4 separate regions of the Oryctolagus cuniculus genome follow, and all the other regions are linked to region 2. Evidence: chromatin contacts called from public Hi-C and Micro-C data. All regions are on one chromosome and are shown on one strand. Each heading gives the region's core, a stretch centred on a gene start, on an enhancer-like site or on the middle of the called end of the contact. The rest is flanking DNA. Distances are from core to core; before and after follow the strand shown.

Region 1 (5,029 bases), core at 1,752-4,251, 780 kb before region 2:
TTAAAAAAAAAACCTACAGGTTATAAACACGGTACACAGTGTGTCTGATAACAATTTTGATTAGAAATCAAACTCGTTCTTTTCTAAATACTCTGAAGAAGAGATCTTGCAACACTTCGTTTGCTTTGTTAATTACTTTGGACATATTTAATAAGACAAATTCTCTCATTAGCACATCAAGAGCACAATGGAAAAGATCAGAACTTTAACATGAAAAAATTCTATTGACAATATTTACCTTTAATATTCCTTTCTCAAAAAATGAGCTCAAAAATTCTTAGCAAGGGAATTATTGCTTTGATCATGATGTCTAGATGGAAAATACTTTTCACATTATCTTAAATCTATGATATGCATTTACTTACACAGTAAATGGAGCAGGTGGGGAAGAAGAAACAATAAGTCAAGAGTTCAGGGCTTTTGTATTGTATGCTAACAAAATGAGGACACTTACCAGAAAAAAGCTGAAGTCCATGGTAAATTTTAAAAAAGAATAAGCCAATTGAATGGTTATAAGTTAATGACTATTAGTAAAGAAAAGTCTTCATAACAAAGCTTACAGGTTGCTTTTTAATTAAAAGGAAAAATATAGTGGAATATTCAATTCAAGGATATTATATTAAAAATTACTAAAGGAACGCTTGAATTGAGCCTAGATACTATAAAATAAATTAAGTTATTCAGGAAAAGGAAAATCTTAGCATGCATTAAGATAGCAGTCAGAGTGCAAATAATTTTAAAACAGTCATATTCATTTTGCATTTCATTCTTTCATAAGCCAGAATATAAGTGTAAAATGTCATCAGTAATTTAAACTATTATGATCACTTAGCCTTAAATTCCATGGTATACTCTACATTGTATTCTCATGGAAAAGGTAACCTGCCCCTATTCTGCTAAAACTGGTACTCCTATATCATAAGTGTTGTGTATACTTCAATATTTCTGCATTAAAATTTTGAAATATCAATTATTTTACCATTTAAAAAATAAGGTTTCAATTTGTCATTATACATATTGCCCAGAAAGCTAATGTTTGTGTGTATTGACAAAGGCCATTGAGTAGGACTCAGGGAAAACATTTAAATATTAACTGCATTTTAAAAATGTGATGTGCTCTAATAAATCTAACCTGTATATCTGAAACACTGTGAGGCCAGTACTCTCTGTACATACCACACATTTACAGGGGGGGGGGGGGGAGGAGAGAATTCATCCACAAGAAACAATTACAGAATAAAATGATCAATTTTGAATTGACATTTTAGAAATAGAGAACAGCCAGGCTTGGGGACAGCAGGTGGGTGTGGTTATAAAAGGACAGTACAAGGGCTCCTTGTGATGATGAAAGTGTGCTGCCTCTTGACTGTGGAGGGAGTGAAACATGTGGCATAAAATTGTGTTGGACAAAACAAGCACAAAGCTGCAGGGAAACCTACATAAGACCCATGAGTTTTTATTAATAGCATCCCAGCTGTGATATTATCCAACACTTTTGCAAGCTGTCACTGCTGGGGGTAGGGGGGACACTGAATAAAGAGTACCTGGGATCCCTCTGTATTATTTCTTACAACTGCTTGTGAATCTACAGTTATGTCCAACTGCAAACTGGAAAGCTTTTTTAGAGGCTATAAAATACACTTTCTCCTCGCTAAACATCCCCACTCACACATACACCAGTGAAAACACTGGAGAAATAAACACCAAAACCCCAGTGACGAAAGAAATTACCACATAAGAACAGTCGAAATTCCCCTCAAAAAAAAAAAAAAGTAAATATAGTAAACATCCTCTTCAAATATTCTTGCACTGTCAATATTCTTAATTTTATTTTCTGTGTTAATCTAAATTAGTTTTAAACACGACACTCTGTAAACTGAAGGCTTCTTATGACAGAGCAGTAATAAAATGCTACCTTACAGTTCAGACGGTATCAGAATCATCCTTAATCAAACAAAGAAAACCATTATTGTCTCTGTCCGTTTATGTTCACAGATAAGAAAATCCCTTTCTCTTCTCCAAGAGTTCGGACTGAAGAGTGGAGTGAGAGTTACCATAAGGATTTAGGCAAAGCCAGGTTTTTAACTACTTTTAAATTTCTTGGAAAAGATTCAAGCATATCCTTCTTCCATTAATGCAAGACGAGAAATAGTGTGCAAAACACTCTGGAATTCCTTTGCTGTGAAGAATTCAAAAGGTGATCAAAGGCAGGGTGACGCGCACTGGCACCCGGATAAAATGGGTCTGATTAGGGTAGATTCTCATTTACGTAAAATGACTTCCAGGCAATTCGTGCAGCCTTGACTTTCAACCTGACACTCGCCAGACTTCAGTGAAGATGGAAATCGGGAACACTGGGCCCCTCTCACCAGTCTGGGGGCTTCATCCCTATGATTCCGCCTTTGCGGGTTGGAGGGGGGTGAGGAACTTAAGTCGCGGTCCTCGCGTCCCCATCCCGCGGCTCCCGCAAAAGCTCAGCCTGCGGGGGAGCCGGACGGCCGGAAGCGGGGACAAGGTGGAGCTTTGGGAACGCGGGGGAGGCGAGGCCAGAGGCGCAGGGGGTGCCCGGGGTCCAAAGGGCCAGGCGAGGCTGGGACACCGAGCCGTGGGGATCAGGGCGAGAGCTCACCCGCGTTCTGCAGGATCTCGATGTTCTGCGGTTTGTTCGCCAGCTCCGCTACCATCTGCACGAACTGGACGCGGGCTTTCTGGTACTGCTCGAACACTGCAGAAGAGAGACCCTGTGGAGCGGCGGGGGCGCCGTGGCCCGCCGCCCGCCACTCGCCGCCCGCCCGTCGGGGCACTGCTCGCCCCCGGCCCTACCGTTAAACACTTGCCGCTGGCTCATGGCTCTCGCCGCGGCCTGGGACCCCTCTGAGCCCAGGTGTCGTGGGAATCCGCGGAAGGCGCGGCCGCGGCGGCGCCTGTGCCGCCGACGGGGTCCGTTTCTGCCGTTTCTGTGTACACTCGGCGCCCGCGCAACCGACGGGATCGCAAACCGGCCGTCTCATGGCAACGGGCAGTCCCGGGCCTGACGTCACGGCCGCGGTGTCCCAGCGCCCGCGCAGGGCGGCGAGAACCCGGCCAGCCCCGGGGGAACTCCGTCCTCAGGGGCCGCCCGGGCGAGCGCCCACCCCGCCCAACCACCGCGGGAACCATGCACCTGCCCGAGCCGCTGCCCCTCCGGGCTGGCGAGTGGTACAGTTGTCCACAAGGAGTGCAGGGTTTTGCGCACACCGACCCCAGCCGGCGTGGCTTCCCGACTGCACCGAGGGCCGGGCCGGGCGCGGGGAGAGCCCCAAGTGCGGACAGAGCCTGGGTGAAGGGCGAGCGGTGCGAAAAGCAAACCGCAGCAGCCGAGCTGTCCGAGCGCCGACGGCCCAGCGGAATCTCGCACGTGACGCGTGTGATCCCACGGGTGCATTGTTGCTGAAGCGTGGCGTTTCTGGTGTGCGTACACCCTGGAAGCAGAGCAAGACACAGTATGGCACATGCTCTGCGTTGCATGGCTTTTTCCCAAGTACCGCTAGTTTGCTGTCTCCTCACTTTCATGTGATTTGAAGACACACTTTGTATTTGTCTTTAAGTTTAGCCTTCATTTAGGTAGCTGAATGCCATTTGCAGAAGAGAGAATCTTCACCTGGGAAGCCACTTTTCCCTAGCTTATGTAACAACTCAGTTTCTTATAGCAAAATGGAAGTAGGTAGTCTATCACTGGTTTCTAGCTCGTCTTTGAAAGCCGTATTCCGACTGTTCCAATGGCAAATGTCAACGTCAGTGATTCACCAGCAATGGAGCGGGTACCTAAGTCACAGCTGTGGCTTGGCAGGACCAGCACAGGAAACTCCTGGGTATCTTCTTCAAGAGAAGACAGCATGCAAACCTGGCTGGCTGTCATATTTGGAGTGATTCTCTGTAGTAATCTTAGGTCTCACCTTAATGCTCACGAGATCTCTGATGAAGCCCTGATCCCTCGTGGGTCTCAGAACAGTTGGGGAAGGAGTCAGCAATCAGGAAGCAGAGTAAGTGTATGTAGACAGGTTTCTTATACCCCCCAGGGCAAGGTACCTGTCTTTGGCTTCTGTAGTTCAGAAGCCAGTGAAAAAGCCAAAATGTACCAAACTTTAAACCTAAGGTTCACAGTGATCACATTTTCCCCAGGGAACAGGTCCTGTCAAGTGTTTGTATGTTCCCATTTAGAGAAGTAGGGGAAAACAGAGTGAGGAAATTACTAAGATTGCAAGTAAACCATGGCTATTTGTTTCAGCTCCTTGTTTGCACCATGAGAAGAAAATCCCCTCAACACTACAAGGTTCATATTTGATTTCAGTCCTTAAATAACTCAAAAGTCTAAGCTCCTACATCTGTCATTTCTAGCAATTGTCTTACTATATATTTCCTACTTTAAAAGTGTTAAGAGCTCAGTGGTGGGCATAGAGGTGGGGGTCTAAACCTACAGACATCAAACAGTCCACATAGGGAATGCTACAAACTTTGGAAAGTTCAAATGGTATGTTAATTATTTTAAAATACAGAATCTCAGTATTTGTTACTAACAGTGTCTGTGAGTTGAATTCAACAATGTCTGTGAGTTGAATTCTATTATTGTTCCTGAGGAAAAACACAATATAGGACATTTACTTTATTTCACATCTAAAATGGAAATATTTAAAAAGCTAATCTCTGCTCTTTATTCTAGCTTTCTTTAAAAAGCCTTCAAAGTTTATTGGGAAATGTAATATGGAATGATCATGATATACATAAGTGAAATTACTAGTAATTCAAATATAAAATATGGTAATCATTACCTTTACTGACAAGAAAACCAGTCCAAATTTTCTGATACATTTTTCAACTTACTAACTTGAAACAAAATAGTACTGTTTTACTAAATTAATTGAATACCCCAAGATCTCACACACACACCCCTAAGCTAATAGTTAACCAGTGAAAAAACTATTCAAAAGGATACTTCAGGGTTGTTTTTTTTTTAAGTGTTATTAAACTCATGACTGTAAGTGCCAGCCTA
Region 2 (5,366 bases), core at 1,942-4,441:
TAACCCAGGGTTGTGACTGGGAAACGCGAGTTGTGGCGGCTCCCGGACGTATCTGAGTGGCCTGGGCACAGCTCCAGGGGCAAAGGTTCGCTCTCTCTCGCCCCCAAATAAACTCTTAGTTAACTAGTGTAGACTAAACACATTAGTATTATTAAATGGGTAAGGGACAGGGTTGAAAGTGGGGGCATGTCAACCGGACCCAGGCCCCGGTCGCTACTTCTCCGGAGACAGATCAGGGTGCTTCCAACGCGAAAATAGAAATGTAACGTTCAGCTGGACGGATTCATTTTTGACGGATTTACGGTATGATTTTCTTTCAAGCGGTATTCATTGGTTCTTTCGATCCATAGTGCGGTCCAAAGACAGAAATATAAACAAGCACTTTCTGCCTCGCGGAAACCCCTTAACAGTATCTCCCAAAGAAAGATCAAGACACTTTGTGAATTTTCCCCAGATAATGCCTCATATTCCGAATGACTGATCAGAGAACTCCGGTATTGTTAAATAAAATGAGAGGAAGGCGAGTGACGTGGGAGGGGAACAATGGCATTTCTGAATCAGTTTGCTTGATTGACATTTGGGAGCTTCATGACCCCAGGGAATAGGACTCATTACGGTGAATACACCAAAACATCAACCAAGATTAGAACTCTAGATCCCGTTTTAATCCCATTTCAGTCTAAATTATAGTGGGAAAATATAAAATCCAAGAAGAGAGAATTACTCCATCATACATTGACCTAAAGTTTTAATCGTACTGAGGGGAGGAATAAAGTGGAAAGCTTTTCCAATCCTGTAGGAACAGCACTGACAATTAAGTAAAACATACGCTTTTGGTAAGAATATTTGTGCAGGATAAAACATCTCATACTTACTTGGGGAAGCACCTTACTGGAAAAGTGTGTAGGGAGCTTTATCTTACCTGTGAGAAAAATACACCTTCTCTTCACTGGTTCAAAAGTGAGGAACATCAACCAATTGATGTTAAGAAATAGGCACGCTAAAGCTACAGTCTAGATTTCTATTCTTATTTAGACTTGTCTACTTCTTGGGAAAGGATTTGTGTTGTGTGTGTGTGTGTCCAAAGTTGTGTTAACATGTAAATTTAACCCAGGCAATTTTGAGAGCTATGGAAAGAGGGAAACTGTTTCAGCAAAGTCTGTTTTTATCAGCAGAAATGTGTGATAATGTGGGCTGTGTTTTAAGGGGGAGGGCAGTCTACGGCAATTTTGCTGCACAAAGATTTTTGATTCTTCAATGGAACTCATCCTCAAATCTGAGAAACTTGAAAAACTAGGAGTCTTAAGTATTGTGTATAAAACCAAGCCAACAGAACCTAGAAAGACAAAGCTGTGGCAGAAGACATATATCATGTCCTCATATTTTTATAGGTAAATCACAGCCAAGGGGAAATGTAACAGGAACACATGAGGACGGAGCAAATATGTTGTATACAGCAGACCAGAAAGAGGTGCTGCGCGGTAGAGCTTCACAATCATGTTTTGAGAGGTAGATTTTTTAATGAGAAGTCTCTGTGTTGGATGGGGACTGAGAGTCATAAGAATTATTTAAGCAGCAAGAAGGAACAAAAATTAATTATTAGGAGCTCAGTAATCACCAAATAAACTCTGGGCTTTGAGGTTAAAAATAGATGACTATCTTCATGTTCAATTATACAGTATCAATTACTAATACAACTGATGCTTCAGCGTCTCAGCGCGACCAGATACCATCTTTTATGGAGATATCTTGGTATTAATTAATGACTTCTTTATTCTCATTATTCACAAGGAAAAATAGGGGTCGTGTCACATTAAAATTAAGATTATCTTAGTTTATCTGGGCTCTTAAACAAAGATCATTCAAGGTAATTATATTTTGAATTAACAGAGGTAGGCAATTTATCTCGGTTTCTTTTTTTTTGTTGTTCAAAGATTGGAAAATAAAGATCAGAAATACGGAAAGTTTCATTTCGAAGATGGAAAGAAGCAAACAAACATGTCTTGACTTTTGCAATATTTCCTTTGCTAAAGGGGGAATGAGGGAACTGTAAAAGACGTGACTTTGCAAAGTCAAGTCCTTTTTAAAAGACTCGGATCGAAATTCTTGCTATGCAACAAGGATTCAAGTTTGATTAATTTTCTGCAAGCGACGTGACAGCGGTGTTTTAAAAGATTAATTAAAATTGAAGTGATACGGAGCAGGAATTCAACCTGCAGAGGCGTCCCTGGCGCCTTGGGGGGCTTTGCAAGCGAGTCCCAAGCCCGAACTGTGGGCTTTCCCGAGCCTGGGACGCAACTCCCGGTCTCCTGGAGAGGAACGCGGAATTTGGCAGAGCGCCCGCCTAGCCGCCTGGCATCCCGAGCTGGCCGCCAGCTCTCGGGGGTGGGGACGGGGTGTGTCCCGGGGAACCCGCTGCCGAGAAAACTGCGAGCGCGGCTGTCGCCAAGACGGAGAGCACAGGGTCACGCCGCAGAGTCTGGACGCGGCTCCAGTCAGCCTCAAGCTGACGGCCTCGGGGCCGCGGCCGCTTCTGGAGGGGTGGGGGCACCTACTTCGTGACCCGGCTTGTGCGGAGCCCCCGCCAGGGCGCGAGCGTGCACTGGTGCCGGATGCGTGGAAGGCGCCCAGCGGAGGCGTACCCGCAACGGCCGAGGACGTGCAGAGCTCCGGGGGGTTGCAGCTGTCAGGGCGCGAGCGTGGGCCTGGCCCGGCAGCCCTGCCCGGTGACCTGGGACTCGGGACCCGAGCCGCCGCCCCGGCCACGTCCTCTCAGCTCCCGGTTCATTTTCCCGCCCCAGCCTCCCCCTCACCCCCCGCTTCACTCCGCGACGCCGCCTTCGTCCGACAGAGAAATTAAGCTGAACACCATTGTAACTGTACTCAAGGAGACACAATCCCCGGAGCCCTCGGGGTCGCGCGCGGCGCAGAGGCGACGCGGGTGGCGCCGCAGAGGGTGGGGTGGGCGAACACGGGGGCGTTCGTTCGCAATTAGCCTCCCTAGGGCGCGAGTGCCGCGTCCTCTTCCCTCCGGGAGCGGGGTCTGGAGGCCGAACGGTGCGAGCCCGGCCGGCGGGGCCGCGCGCCCCGGGCCACGCAGCTACTCGGCGTGGGCGAAGGCCGGGGCGGCCATCCCTCCGGGGGGCTGCCCCTCCGGCGTGCGGCGGCGCCGGGAAAGCCCTTCCTCCGTGGCCCGGTCCCAGGGGTCGGGGCCTAGAAGGGTCCCTGGGGGAATTCTCCGGGCCGGGAAGACCAGGGGCCCGCTCCTTCCCCTCGCATCTGTCTCCCCAACCCCCTTCCAGGAGACCTCGGAGGTGGCGGCTGAGTGGGAAGGGCGGCGGGAATGCGGCCGCTGCAGGCTCGCGAGCTGGGGCGTCCGGGCGAGAAAGGAAGCGCGAGGACGCGCGCGAAGGAGCCGTGGAGCGCGGGGCGCCGCCGGGGAGGGCTGGGATGGGAGGTGGCTGCCCCGGCCTCTCCGAGGGGAGCAAGGGGAACCTCTTCCCCGGGGAATCCCCACCCGGCAGCTCCCAACCTCGAGAACAAAGGGTCTGGGAAGCACGGCCGGGGTCGGGGAGCGGAGGTGGTGGGAGGCAGGAAGGCAGGCGGTGGGGGCAGGGAAGGGCGCCTCCCCACGTTTCCTCTCGCTGCGGAATGATGGAAAGCTCCCTGCAGCACACGCCTCACTGAGGCCGCTTCCAAATCCGGGAGGGCTCGGGTTCCTTACCTAACGGCTGCACTCGCGCCCTTCCTCCCACAGCGTCCCCACCCCCTCCGGGGACCGCAGCCCAGAGCTGCGAAGCCGGTGGCGCGCGGCGTTGCGGGCAGAACCGCGGGGCAGCAGCGCCCCCTGCAGGCTCGGGGCGCCTCCCCAGACACCGCGCCGCGCTGACTCGTGAGGTGGAACCCCCGCCCCGCGCATTGCTCTCCTGGTCAGCAGCCCGCGCTGCCGGCGGTGTTAAGTCTTCCTGGAGAAGGGGACCGGACCGTCCAGGGCTGTCGGAATCCGCTGCTCTCGGCGGCTTCCTCGATCCCTTGCCCGTGTCACCTGCAGGACCTCGTCGGCGGGTGCCCTGCTGTCCCTCTCAGCAGTCCTTACTGCTAATTCCCTGCGGGTCTAGGAGCCTGCGTTAAGTCCCGCGTCAGGGCGCAAAGAGTAAAAGGCGTTTCTTCAACCCTAGAGAAAACTAATTTTCGTTTATTAAAAGGCAGAAGGCCAGCGGGGAAGAACAGTCAAGGGTTGCCGTGACCGCAGGTCTTTGGGATCCAGGTGTTCAGGATAGGACTGGGGTGGGGGTGGGGGGTCTGGGAAGCTCCTTCGGCGCCCATACTCGGCAAACTCACTGGCAGGTGCGGTGCTAGAGAGCGGGCAGGAGCGCCGGCGCACAGAGGACCCTGGCCTTGCGCCCGCCGGCGACCCCGGCGTCAGCCCACTCTTTGAGAGACTTCGCTGATTTGGCGAGAACAGGAATTGGGAGAAGATCGAAGCGCAGTTTTGCTTTCTTATTTTTCTTTGACTAAATGGCATATGCATGTGAATTCTCGGTCTGTAGGAAGTAAGTCTCCTCAGCCAAGTCCTGCTTACTGGGGAAAATCTAGAGCCCTGAGCAAGAAGCGAACCGGCCAATCCAGGTGCCGGTGCCACCCCCAGAGAACAATCTTCCTTAGCTCTTCCCTCTCCTCCCTGTCCAGCCACAGGCTGCCCCAGGACTCCTGCACGACCAGGGCCTGAGCTGTGGAGGAGAGCGCGGGTGCCCAGGAACAGGAGAAAGGAGGCAAACTGCGGGCCCGGGCGCGCTGTTCCCGGGTACCGTGGGAACCTCTCTCCTCTCTCCCGCCCCGGGGCGCGCAGCTCGGCTCCGCCCCGCCTGGCCCAGGCTGAGCGGAACCGCGAAGTGGAGCCCGCGGGGAAGCTCGCCTGGGCAGGTGCCGCGGGGTCAGACCCGCCCCAGGGGTTGCAAACCGCAAGCGAAAGTCGAGAGGGGCTGGCGCTTTCCATCTAATCCGTTTTACACTGTGAAAACCGCAGACTTGTCGCCTCGGCGGCCACTTTTTAATTGGGAAGCAAACAGACGGAAAACCAAAACAAACGCGTGAGCAGACTTTCTCTTTCTCTCCCTGGCTTTTTTTTTTTTTTTTTTTTTTTTTTTTTTTAAACAAAAAGCCGGCTTTCTAGTAAAGAGTGAAACCTGACGGCGCGCCAGATCGCTCGCTCGCTTCGGGGCGGGGACTGGGGCGCGCAGCCGGTGCGGCGGCGCCCCCAGCGCCGGGGGTCGCCCTGACAGTGCGGCTGTAGCTGCGCTCTTCCCCGAGCACCGTGTACGTGGCTGGTGTCCCGCTCCCCAACTCGTGCTTTCTGCAGACCCCAT
Region 3 (4,723 bases), core at 335-2,834, 860 kb before region 2:
ACTCTCGGTGTCTGGACAAATGAGTTTATATTAGAAAGCTCCATGAGGGCAGGAAATGTAGCTTTTCTTTATCATAAATCATCCGGCTTAAACTCCTCTTATCTAAGAGCTGGGGGCCTGGGGGAGACTGCGCACTTGCGGACCACAGTGTGTCCATCTGTCATTGGCTATCAGATTTCCCATAAGTCACTGATCAGGCTTGTACAGAACAGTTTACAGACTCTTACCTGCTCCACTGCATGGGGTTTTCACAAGCATCCGGTGAGTGAGCGAGCGTGTAGGGTCGCCCCTACTGCGGACCTGGAAGCCGGGTTTTCAGCCTCTCTTTCCAGGAACCGCTGATTCCACTCTTTCCGCAACCTGACTGACATGATAGCAGTTGAGTTCAATCAGTTCTATTCCTGAACACAAAGTACTGAAAAAACAGCTGTTCATCCAGGTTACCGAACCCAACGAGAATGCCCTTTGAAGTAAACTTGGGCGTGGGTAGGGCGCTTGGAGACAGGGGCTGGTCTACACAGAGAATCAGAAAATGACACAGTTCAAACCAGGGGACAGGATATCAGAGATTATAGCCCATGGTAGATGCTGTTTTGGCTGTAGCACAAACGAAATATATTTAAAAAAAAAAAAAACACCTCACAATAGACTTCAAAAAGTAAGGAGTTTTATCTTGCTTAAAGAAACATTGTTAAGGAACGTAGTCATAGCATAAATTTCCAAATTGTATATGATCAAATTACAATACCCATCTGAGCCCTATTAAATATTACATTACTTTCTTAGTTCTGTTTGTCAATTATGAAATGAACTTTCAAGGGGAAAACTTCCAAGCACAAAGTATAACGGCAAAAATATATGGTAAGAAATTCAGCGTCCAATAATATCTAGGTGGGCTTTCACCTATAGAAATTTCTGTCATGGGCAACACGGCTGTCAAAGACACGGTCTTCGAGAAGAAAGAGAAAAACGACTTTATTTCCTCAGATTGGTAAAAGGTTCATAGGCAAACTGGGCAGGCAGGAAGGCAGCAAATTGGAAACAGTTACTCTTTCCTATTCCAGAGCTGAAGAAATCGCGGCGAGGAAACAAAATAGGCCCGAGGAAGTATTAGGAAAATGAAATCTTGAGCCATCCCCGCCTGACTAAGGCCGGAAGAATCGGGCAACGTGGGGATGGCGCAGTTTTTCAGACATAACAAAGCAGTCAGAGACGAACTCCGAAAATGCCACGAAGAAAGGCGTTTGAGAGCAAGAACAACAACAAGGGAGGAGACGGAAAGCTGCACTTGGGAACACCGGGCCCCCGGCGCCTCCTCTTCGGGGAGATGACCCTGAGCACCCCACAGCCCCTAACCAGCCGCGGGACGCCTCTGGCGGGCCACGGGCCCAGGACGCGGCCAAGGCTGTGTTTGGGATGTTACCGAAACCCTCACGGCCCCTTAGTGAGCAGCTTCCCGCCCCGACCCCCGCATCCCCGGAAATGCGGCCGGGCCGAGGGCCGAGCGAGGAGGGGTGGGGGAGCCCGCCTCCGGCCGGCCCTGAGAGCGGCCGGCGGCCTCCCCTCGCTGCACGCCGCGCTGGGCCCGGGGAGCTCAGGGAGGAGAGAGCGCCCACAGCCGCAGGAGGGGAGCCTGGAGCCCGCCTCCCGCGTTCGCCACGGACTGCAGTTTTTTTCACGAGCCCTGTGTGCCTCCCATCAGCTTCCTCTTGGAACTGCTTCCCTTCTGTATTTTTCTGTGTAACTCCCAAGGCCAGTTTTCCTTCTCTGTGCCTGTGAGGAACTGGTCAAAATAACTGAGGGTTGGCCGGCACAGCGGCTCACTAGGCTAATCCTCCGCCTAGCGGCGCCGGCACACCGGGTTCTAGTCCCGGTCGGGGCGCCGGATTCTGTCCCGGTTGCCCCTCTTCCAGGCCAGCCCTCTGCTGTGGCCGGGGAGTGCAGTGGCGGATGGCCCAAGTGCCTGGGCCCTGCACTCCATGGGAGACCAGGAGAAGCACCTGGTTCTTGGCTTCAGATCGGCAGCGCTGGCCGTGGCGACCGTTTGGGGGGTGAACAAACGGAAGGAAGACCTTTCTGTCTCTCTTTCACTGTCTATGTCTCTGTCTCTGTCTCCCTCTCTCTCTTTCTCTCTCACTGTCTAACTCTGACTGGCAAAAAATTTAAAAAATAATAAATAATTAAATAACCGAGGGTTTTCAAACACCATCTCTCATCTAGATCAGGTGGGGGGGGCACGTGTGTGGTTTTTAAAAGAACAATAACAAATGCCTTAAAAACCCTTTAATGCCTTTTTTTTTTGACAGGCAGAGTGGACAGTGAGAGACAGAGAGAAAGGTCTTCCTTTGCCGTTGGTTCACTGTCGCTCCCCATCTTCGTGGAGGAACGACACAGGACCCTGCGCTGTTCTTTTATCTGCTCGGCCCTCCCCGGGTTTGCTGCTGGTTCTTCCCAGGTTGGCTACCGACCCTTCCACCTCCGTGGAAGGGCGGTTCCCCCTGCCACTTTCCCCACTTCCGCGGGGGAGCGGCACACCGCCAGCCGGCTCTCTCGGGGGCTGCTCAGGTGTTCCTTCAGATAGATGTTCCCCTTAGATGTTCCTGGTGCATGTTGTCTCTCTCCTCCTTTATAGTCCTCTTCCGCCAATCCCAACTCTGCTACCCACACGCCGAGTACACTGCTCTCCTCCAATCAGGAGCTGTTTATTGGTTGAACTGGAGGCAGCTGTGTAGAAGCTGTTTTCTCCTCTCCCAGCGCCATATTGTGGGAGAGCAGATGCATAGAATAAGTCTTAATTCCAGTAACTTAGTCTAGTCCGAGTTGCTCCCAGTTGCTCCCCACAGTTCACCCTCCAATGGCTGCCACAGCCGGCGCATCACGCTGATCCGATGGCAGGAGCCAGGTGCTTCTCCTGGTCTCCCATGGGGTGCAGGGCCCAAACACTTGGGCCATCCTCCACTGCACTCCCTGGCCACAGCAGAGAGCTGGCCTGGAAGAGGGGCAACCGGGATAGAATCCGGTGCCCGACTGGGACTAGAATCCGGTGTGCTGGCACCGCAAGGCGGAGGATTAGCCTGTTGAGCCTTGGCGCCGGCCTTTAATGCCTTTTAAAAAAAACCACCTTTAGATAAAATTCTATGCATACAAATGACTATAAATAGCTCTTCATGTATTCAAGTTCGTAATTTTTAAAGTACTGCATATTGGTAGCTTTGGGATCCGCAAGGAGAGAAGGCCTACACTTCAGGGAATGGAGAGGCCCTACCCACACTTCCAGGGACAGAAAGTCCTTGTCAAGGTCCCTGCGGGTGCCTAAAGGTCAACCAATGAGGATCAGACCTGCCTCGACCTTTAACCCTCACACCTTATATCTATAAAAGAAGCTTTCCCACGCCTTATATCTGTAAAAGAAGCTTTCCCAACCTCTGCTGCGCGATTTCCCTGGCTCCTGCTCTGTTGGGACCAGAAACCTCACCCGGGAGCGGAATCCCAATAAAAGCCTGTGAATTAATTGATTCATCTGGCTGGGAAGATTTGTTACGCACCGGACACCTTCCACATATATGCATAAAACTTTATTTAAAGGTATTTTGCATTGAGTAAATCTATTATTTACTTAGATAAAATATTTAGGAAGAACTTCAACAACTACTATTCACAAAGACTTTGTGGTCTCGGTATAAAAACATGACTTTGTTTAGTTAGTAGGAGGTTGATAGCTGTCCACCCTCTGCAGAAGTGCATCTGAAAATCCAGGGGAATAATACCTGGAAAAGAAAAGTTGCTATTAGATGTTTATGAAAAAGATTTGGCACCATGGGCACCAATGTTCAGTACAAGGCAGGTACCTGAAAAATTCTGCAAGTGAAACCTCAAATACACCCTGGGTAATCATGCTCCAGGAATGCTTGATGCACGAGGTTGGGGGCTACTGAGAGAGAGAGAGAGAGAGAGAGAGAGAGAGAGAGAGAAGGAAGCACTGGGCCGGAGACGTCAGCAAACATGTATGGGAGTGGGAGTGGTCAGGCGAGAGACTGCCATCCAGGGAGAACAGTTGGTCAGAGAGACTCTGTCCTCATTCCACCGAGGCATCCTGGTTGCCTTCAAGATCATTTCTCAGTGTGTGTTTTCATCAGATCTGCTCACCCATAGAAACGATTTCTAGGAGTATAACTCACACTGAAGAACTACTTAATAAATAGTTTACAAATATTTATACCACATAAATCTAGAAAATTCATCATTTTCATTGGTTCTTGGGCATCATATATACATTTACATTTATAAATTGAACATTTCATAAGTGATTTAGTATGAAAATATTAAATTATTGATTAATGTGATGTGAGATACATGCTGTGCCATAGAAACAATTTATATGTGTATGAAAGTATGTCAAGGGAAGTTTGGCAGTCATTCTAGAATATGATAGATGGATTTCTTAAATTTAAGGGAAGTGTAATTTTAAAATTTCCCAAGCACTCTAAACAATGACACCTTCACAGGCATTTTCCCCAGATCAAACCTCACGTTAGGGACTTGACTTTGTCCTTTGTTATCTTTGCAGCAGATCCTTGACTCAGAAACTCATAATTGACATTATACTAACTTCTTCCAAATTTGTCAAGCTAAGATGGGCAAAATAGAGCTGTATTTTCTCAACAGTGTGCTCATAGGCAGTTGTGGCTAAACAGATACGTAATATTCATACATGTGGGCATTT
Region 4 (5,283 bases), core at 571-3,070, 760 kb before region 2:
AGTAATCGTTAATTTAAAAGTATAAAGTAAGTAACCTGATATTCCGTGCAAAACAGGTCTATTCGCTCTCTGTCAAATTTACAGTCTTCTAGGTAAGAGCTGTGTAGCAGAAGGGAAGCCAAAGTTCAGTTTCCATTTTCAGAACTGAGATTGGAATAATAAAGGTACTATTTGAAAATAAATGGATATTTAAATAAATTCTGTACCTCAGAGTTGATTTGTCAACTCGGTGCTTTCCCGCCTCCAGTATGTAAGTTGCAGCTGCTGCATGACAATGTTTTAGAACCACTGGGTCAATATGTTTCAAATCTGGGTGATCTAAAACAAATTGCCAGTGAGGACAGTGATAATTAAGAAAAATTCTTTATTGTAGGTTCCATAAAGAGGATATTTTAATTCGGGTAAAAACCTCTTTTTAGCAAGATAACAAAGAGAATTCAAATAAAAGGAGTGCCAATTCTAAGTAAATGAGATTAGCAACAAAATCAACTTCAAAACAGTAAACATCAATAATTCTGTTATCTGGTTTCAATTATTTTTCCTTAATATTTTTATTATTTCCAAAAGACATTATCACTCCAAAGAAAAAAATAACAGTGGTCCTTCTAACACTGGATAGAATAAATTAAAAGGAACAAGGAAATAGGTATGTTACACAGTATAAATTTCAGAATGAATATTTTTGCTTTAGAAATTATCAATTTTAGGGTATCTGGCTCTGTGGACACACCAAGAAGTGGAAGAGAGGGCATGAGTTCAGAATACAAAATGCAAATTTCAAAATCCTATCAATATTTTCAGGCTTTGATAGCCACGTGATTTTTGAGATGAACCCAGGTGGCGGTTACTATTTTCGTTTAAAGAACTTCCACTTTCAGATGTTTCTGTGCAAGTGTCTAATTCATGTACTACAGAAAAAGGCAAAATCTTGAATTTTAGGGATACTGATATTTAACAAAATTATCTAAAAGCTATCTGTCTTAAAATGCTTTCACTCCGCACTGACATTCACTGACCAGGTCGCTTGAGAGGCTCGCCTCCAGGTAAGGGGTGCGGGACAAAGCACTACGCACCCCACTTTCATGTCTTAGGAGTAGAACCGGGGTACAACACACTGAACTAGAGGGCTGCAGCGATCCTAGCAGCCAGAGGTATTCTCTAGGTTGGAAGTTGTCAACACTATTCGAGCCAGTAATTACTTCGGAAACAGTCCCTTTTAAACGTTTGCCAGCCTAGCCCAAGAAGCCTGAATTGCTGGGAGCGCCCCTGATGAAGTCCAAGTGTCAAAACAGCCGCCAGCTCACACCAGGCTGAAAACCTTAGATGTTTAGGCCACAAACAAGGCTGGAACACGGGCTTTACAAAGGAACAAAGAGACCGGGTGGGAAATCAGGCGAGGAACGTGTGGCTGGCTCTGTGCAGGTGCCAAGTGTGGCCAGAACAATGCTCAGAGTCCGCTCTGGGTCCCAGCAGAGCCACGTCCCCACACTCCGTCCGGAGCGAAGGGCAAAGCCCGGAGACTTCCTCTTCCCGGGGCTCTCCCCCGCTCGCTCGGTCTAGCTCCTCTTCTTGGAGCGCCCCTCCACCCAGGCCGGTCCAGCTCAAAGCCGAGCGGCTTACCTAACACGGCCTCGTCCGCCTGGGCGTCCAGCAGGCTCTGGAACGCCGCCCGGAGGAGAAGCGTGAAGGCGTTGGAGTCGAAGGAGCCGGGATCCGCCAGCATCTGGAAGCCTTTCTGCACATACTCCGAGAGCTCCATTGTGAGCGCGCCGTGACCTTCGACACGCGCACCACGTGACACCCGCCGCGCGCTCAGCTGATGCGGCCGCGCGCGCACGCGGGCCGGGGTGGCGGCGCGGGCTGCGGGGCCTCCCCGGTGACCTCCCGGGCGGCTTCCCGGCCCGCGCCGCCGCCCCGCGCCCCCCGCCGCCGCCGCCCGCCGCCGCTTCCGCCTAGCAGTTCCCTCCGCGGGAGCGGCGGCGGCTCGGCGAGAGGGGCGGCCATGGGCGCATTGTGGACGCGCCGCGCGCTGTCTCCTCCCCTCGGCGCTCGCCGGCTCCGTTCCCGGAGAGACCCCGGGGAAGTGGTGGGAGGTGTCGGGATCCAGGACCCAGTCCCCACCAACCCGCAAACCGAGCCTCCCCGCTGCTCCCTCAGCGCGAAATCCTGCGGGAAACTCCGATTTAAGGCAACTGGGGTGTGTGTGGGGGTGTGTGGGGGGGTGTTAACTAGGTTAACTGCGCAGCACTGCCCTTTCGCCCGAGACTGGAAATCTAGTCATACAATTCTGGTTTATTCTTACCTTTTCTTAGCCGTTTCTGGAATACGGCAGTAGTCCTTACTACGTGGTGTGTGTTTGCACACGCACGCATGCACACAGTGAGCGCGTGAACGCACTCCAGCTCAGCTGTTGGGAGACACTTGACAAGAATGCTTAAAAATCATCTTCTTGATGGATATATTTCATAGGATGCTTAAAAATCATCTATGCCGCTACAAATACTTTTCAAAAGCAAACGGAGATAAAAATTTTGTGCATTGCAGCCGTGGGTCCGGTTTTAATGACTTAATAGAATCTTGATAAATACATTAGATGGCTATCAGTACAGTTGGGAATGGCAGGATCTTTATTAGAAGTGAATTACTGTTTCCAATAGCCATCACTTCAAAGATTCAATAAAGTTTAACTTCCCCTCTTCTACTACGAAGTTGGTTTGGAGAACCAGAAAGATTCTTCAAAACGAAGAAGAAAGAACCCGCGAAGCAAAGTAGATGAGGCATTTTCCAGCAAAAGAACTTGAAAAGTAAAATGTGCGCGTTGTTGAGGGACGGAGGGAAAGGCTATGGACGAGAAAGTTGTTTGGCTCTACAGGAGCGGTGGTTGACTACGTGAGCTCAAGGTGAAGCTTTCTCTGGCGTAATTGACTTATATATATTTGCAAACACGCGTTTTTAACGCATATAGTCAACGTCCAACCTTGCCCCAGCACGCGGAGAGCACCTCGTGTCCTAGTGGGGTGATTAACATCAGGAACAGCTGCAGGAACTTTGCTCCGTCCTGCTCTGGAAGCTTTGAAAGGCGCGTGCACGAGCTCTTCCCGCAGAAGGAACACACACAGCAGCGAGGGGCTCCTGAATCTCCCTGGGGTCTTTTTGAAATAAACACCTATTCATCACGTTCATATTTTCTTCTCATCTCTCATTCTCATTCCCTTGTTTCTCTTCAGTGACAAGTCAGTTGAAAATACCAAGATACCTGATTTACCTAGGGACTGTTTTACAGGAAGAGTTGTGCAAATGTTAAACAATATTAACACCAAAACTCATTATTCTTATTACATATACATATATATTTTATGAACTAGGATAACACTACTAATACTCTAATAGCATTTGAGTTGATTATTCTAATCCTAAAGAATTTACTGTAAAAAAAAGAATGCATTTGTCCATGAGCATAGATTTTTAAATGTTATTTTAAAAGAGGCAAGTGAACACAAGTGGTTGAGTTTGTGTGCATAAAAGTTAGGAAATTCACAAAGATTGTTTCCATAATAGCTGTCACGTTACTCTGGCCCATATGTAAGTACTTTCTCTTGGAGGATGTTTGTCCTCTTCTGCCTAAATATATTCATGTGTTAGGCCCAAGTTATGGGTACATTTCCAGCTCTCACAAAAATTTTAACCACAATGTTTTCTGCTGCTAAAAAAACTAAAATTTCCTACTACAGGTACATTTATTTCAACTCCCTTTGAAGGAAGCACAGGATTAAATATTTGTTTAAATGTAGAACATGTGTGTCTTTGACAAGCTATTGAAATACATAGAAGTATAATCATTAAAAGGCATGACTACCCAGATGTAGATTCCCTTGGTTTCAGCAATAAAACCAATGCTTTTTATATTGTTAGAAAAACTATGAACGTATTCTGAAAAATAGTATTTAAAATTTTTTCTTTGATCAATGAAATAACCATTGGAACTTTCATTAAAAATTTTAATAATTCCACTGAAAGCCAGTAGAGTAAATTTGGCCTCAAAGAGACTTTCAACAGTATAATTATGTGCAGCTGAAATAACTAAATAAATATCAGACATCTTCATGTTCATTATGTATCATAAACTGTAAATATTAAGGCAGAATGCTGATAAATTTGTTTTTCTTTTAGAGAATCTAGAAATTATTTGAAAAACTCAAAAGGATAATTTTTAACAATGTTTTAGAGTTTCTAAATAAATTGTATTTTTTGAACTGGCTAGTTAACTCTTTCTAGAAACCAACTGTGATTACCATTAAAATGGGCTGGGACTTTTACAGAATCTATGTGGTCAGCTTTTCCCAAAGGCCTCATTCCTACATTTGTTAGTTTTATGAATTAAAATCTTTTTTTTATAATGTATAAGTGCTTTCACTTGTGTGGGAAGAAAGCCCAAGGAAGGTATGCCTTTAAGATTAAAGAGTTCCTTGAATATCCATGTGGAGAAAAAAATGAGATATCCATAAGTTTTAACTGGCATGTATACTATGCCAGTCTAAGATAAGGGATGTATTTTATTTCATCCATGAAATAAACTTAAGACAGCTTCGTTTTAAAGAAAAGAAAGTTTAAACATTTTTAAGACTACCTATACTTTAAGAAACCATCCTCTCTACTCCCCCACCCATATTGATTCTTTGATGGTTACTCATCAGTACTTACTGGTGAAAATAGAGCTTTACTACTTTCAAGCTGTTTTAACGATAGTTGGGCAGTTGAGGGAAATGTTTATGAAATGACCTTTGAGAATATGGCCTTTGAGAATATGAGTCAAAAACCATTTCAGTAGTTTATAAAACCTATATGTTCATGCATTTATTTTATTGGATATCTTAGTAAGGCATAAATTAGGTCTTGTAATTTCAATGGTCAAGTTTTTGCACATTCATGATCACAGAGTTCATGGTCTCAAATTGTGTTTCATGTCACCTACATTGTCAGACCCCCAAATTCAAGGGGACAGCAGGGCTTTTATTTTAAAAATTAAACATTGAGTCGAATTCCTGATAATTCCTAAATGGTCATTGTTACAATAACTAATTTAGGCAAATCAAGTCTTCCTCCCCTCACATAGTATGGACTCGTTTGTATATGTGGATTTTAAAATAAAACTCAAATTCATTTCAATGGAGTTAGTGACTTAGTATGTAAGGGAAAGTGAAAGCTAATTACATTAAAGAACCCACAAGATTGAAAGCCAATGATACGGTGCTGTCTAAAAATTCACACTTACACTTTTGCACA

What was found. A called contact is a pair of places that touch in the nucleus more often than the background predicts.
Region 1: a contact with region 2 is called in a Hi-C map of embryonic fibroblasts, with 3 times the contacts expected there. The contact joins the promoter of SPAG6 here to the enhancer-like site in region 2. A contact is called at or near these places in 2 of 6 Hi-C or Micro-C datasets (embryonic fibroblasts and psoas muscle).
Region 3: a Micro-C map of ear pinna shows a contact between it and region 2, with 4 times the contacts expected there. The contact joins two enhancer-like sites.
Region 4: a Micro-C map of ear pinna shows a contact between it and region 2, with 5 times the contacts expected there. The contact joins the promoter of LOC127483561 here to the enhancer-like site in region 2. A contact is called at or near these places in 2 of 6 Hi-C or Micro-C datasets (ear pinna and an unstated tissue).

Annotation. Positions count from the first base shown.
Region 1 is chr13:48,588,371-48,593,399 of mOryCun1.1, reverse strand. It overlaps SPAG6 (sperm associated antigen 6), which reads right to left and starts at 3,001. Exons shown (of 10, transcript XM_051820697.2): 1 at 2,824-3,001; 2 at 2,630-2,725. The coding sequence starts at 2,848.
Region 2 is chr13:47,804,481-47,809,846 of mOryCun1.1, reverse strand. No RefSeq gene overlaps it. Among named protein-coding and RNA genes, the nearest start is that of SKIDA1, 21 kb to the left of the region's middle. Within about 2 kb of position 3,191, at least 4 of the 8 cell types and tissues checked have an H3K27ac peak or open chromatin away from gene starts, as enhancers often do. A contact at or near this core is called in ear pinna, where this site is marked.
Region 3 is chr13:48,667,577-48,672,299 of mOryCun1.1, reverse strand. SPAG6 (sperm associated antigen 6) reads right to left here. Exons shown (of 10, transcript XM_051820697.2): 10 at 3,558-3,767. The coding sequence ends at 3,702. Among named protein-coding and RNA genes, the nearest start is that of SPAG6, 80 kb to the right of the region's middle. Within about 2 kb of position 1,584, at least 3 of the 8 cell types and tissues checked have an H3K27ac peak or open chromatin away from gene starts, as enhancers often do. A contact at or near this core is called in ear pinna, where this site is marked.
Region 4 is chr13:48,558,584-48,563,866 of mOryCun1.1, reverse strand. It overlaps LOC127483561 (potassium/sodium hyperpolarization-activated cyclic nucleotide-gated channel 2), which reads left to right and starts at 1,820. Exons shown (of 2, transcript XM_051821448.2): 1 at 1,820-2,197; 2 at 2,313-3,182. The coding sequence starts at 1,820. The coding sequence ends at 2,438. It overlaps COMMD3 (COMM domain containing 3), which reads right to left and starts at 1,853. Exons shown (of 8, transcript XM_008268283.4): 1 at 1,621-1,853; 2 at 207-318; 3 at 36-99. The coding sequence starts at 1,759.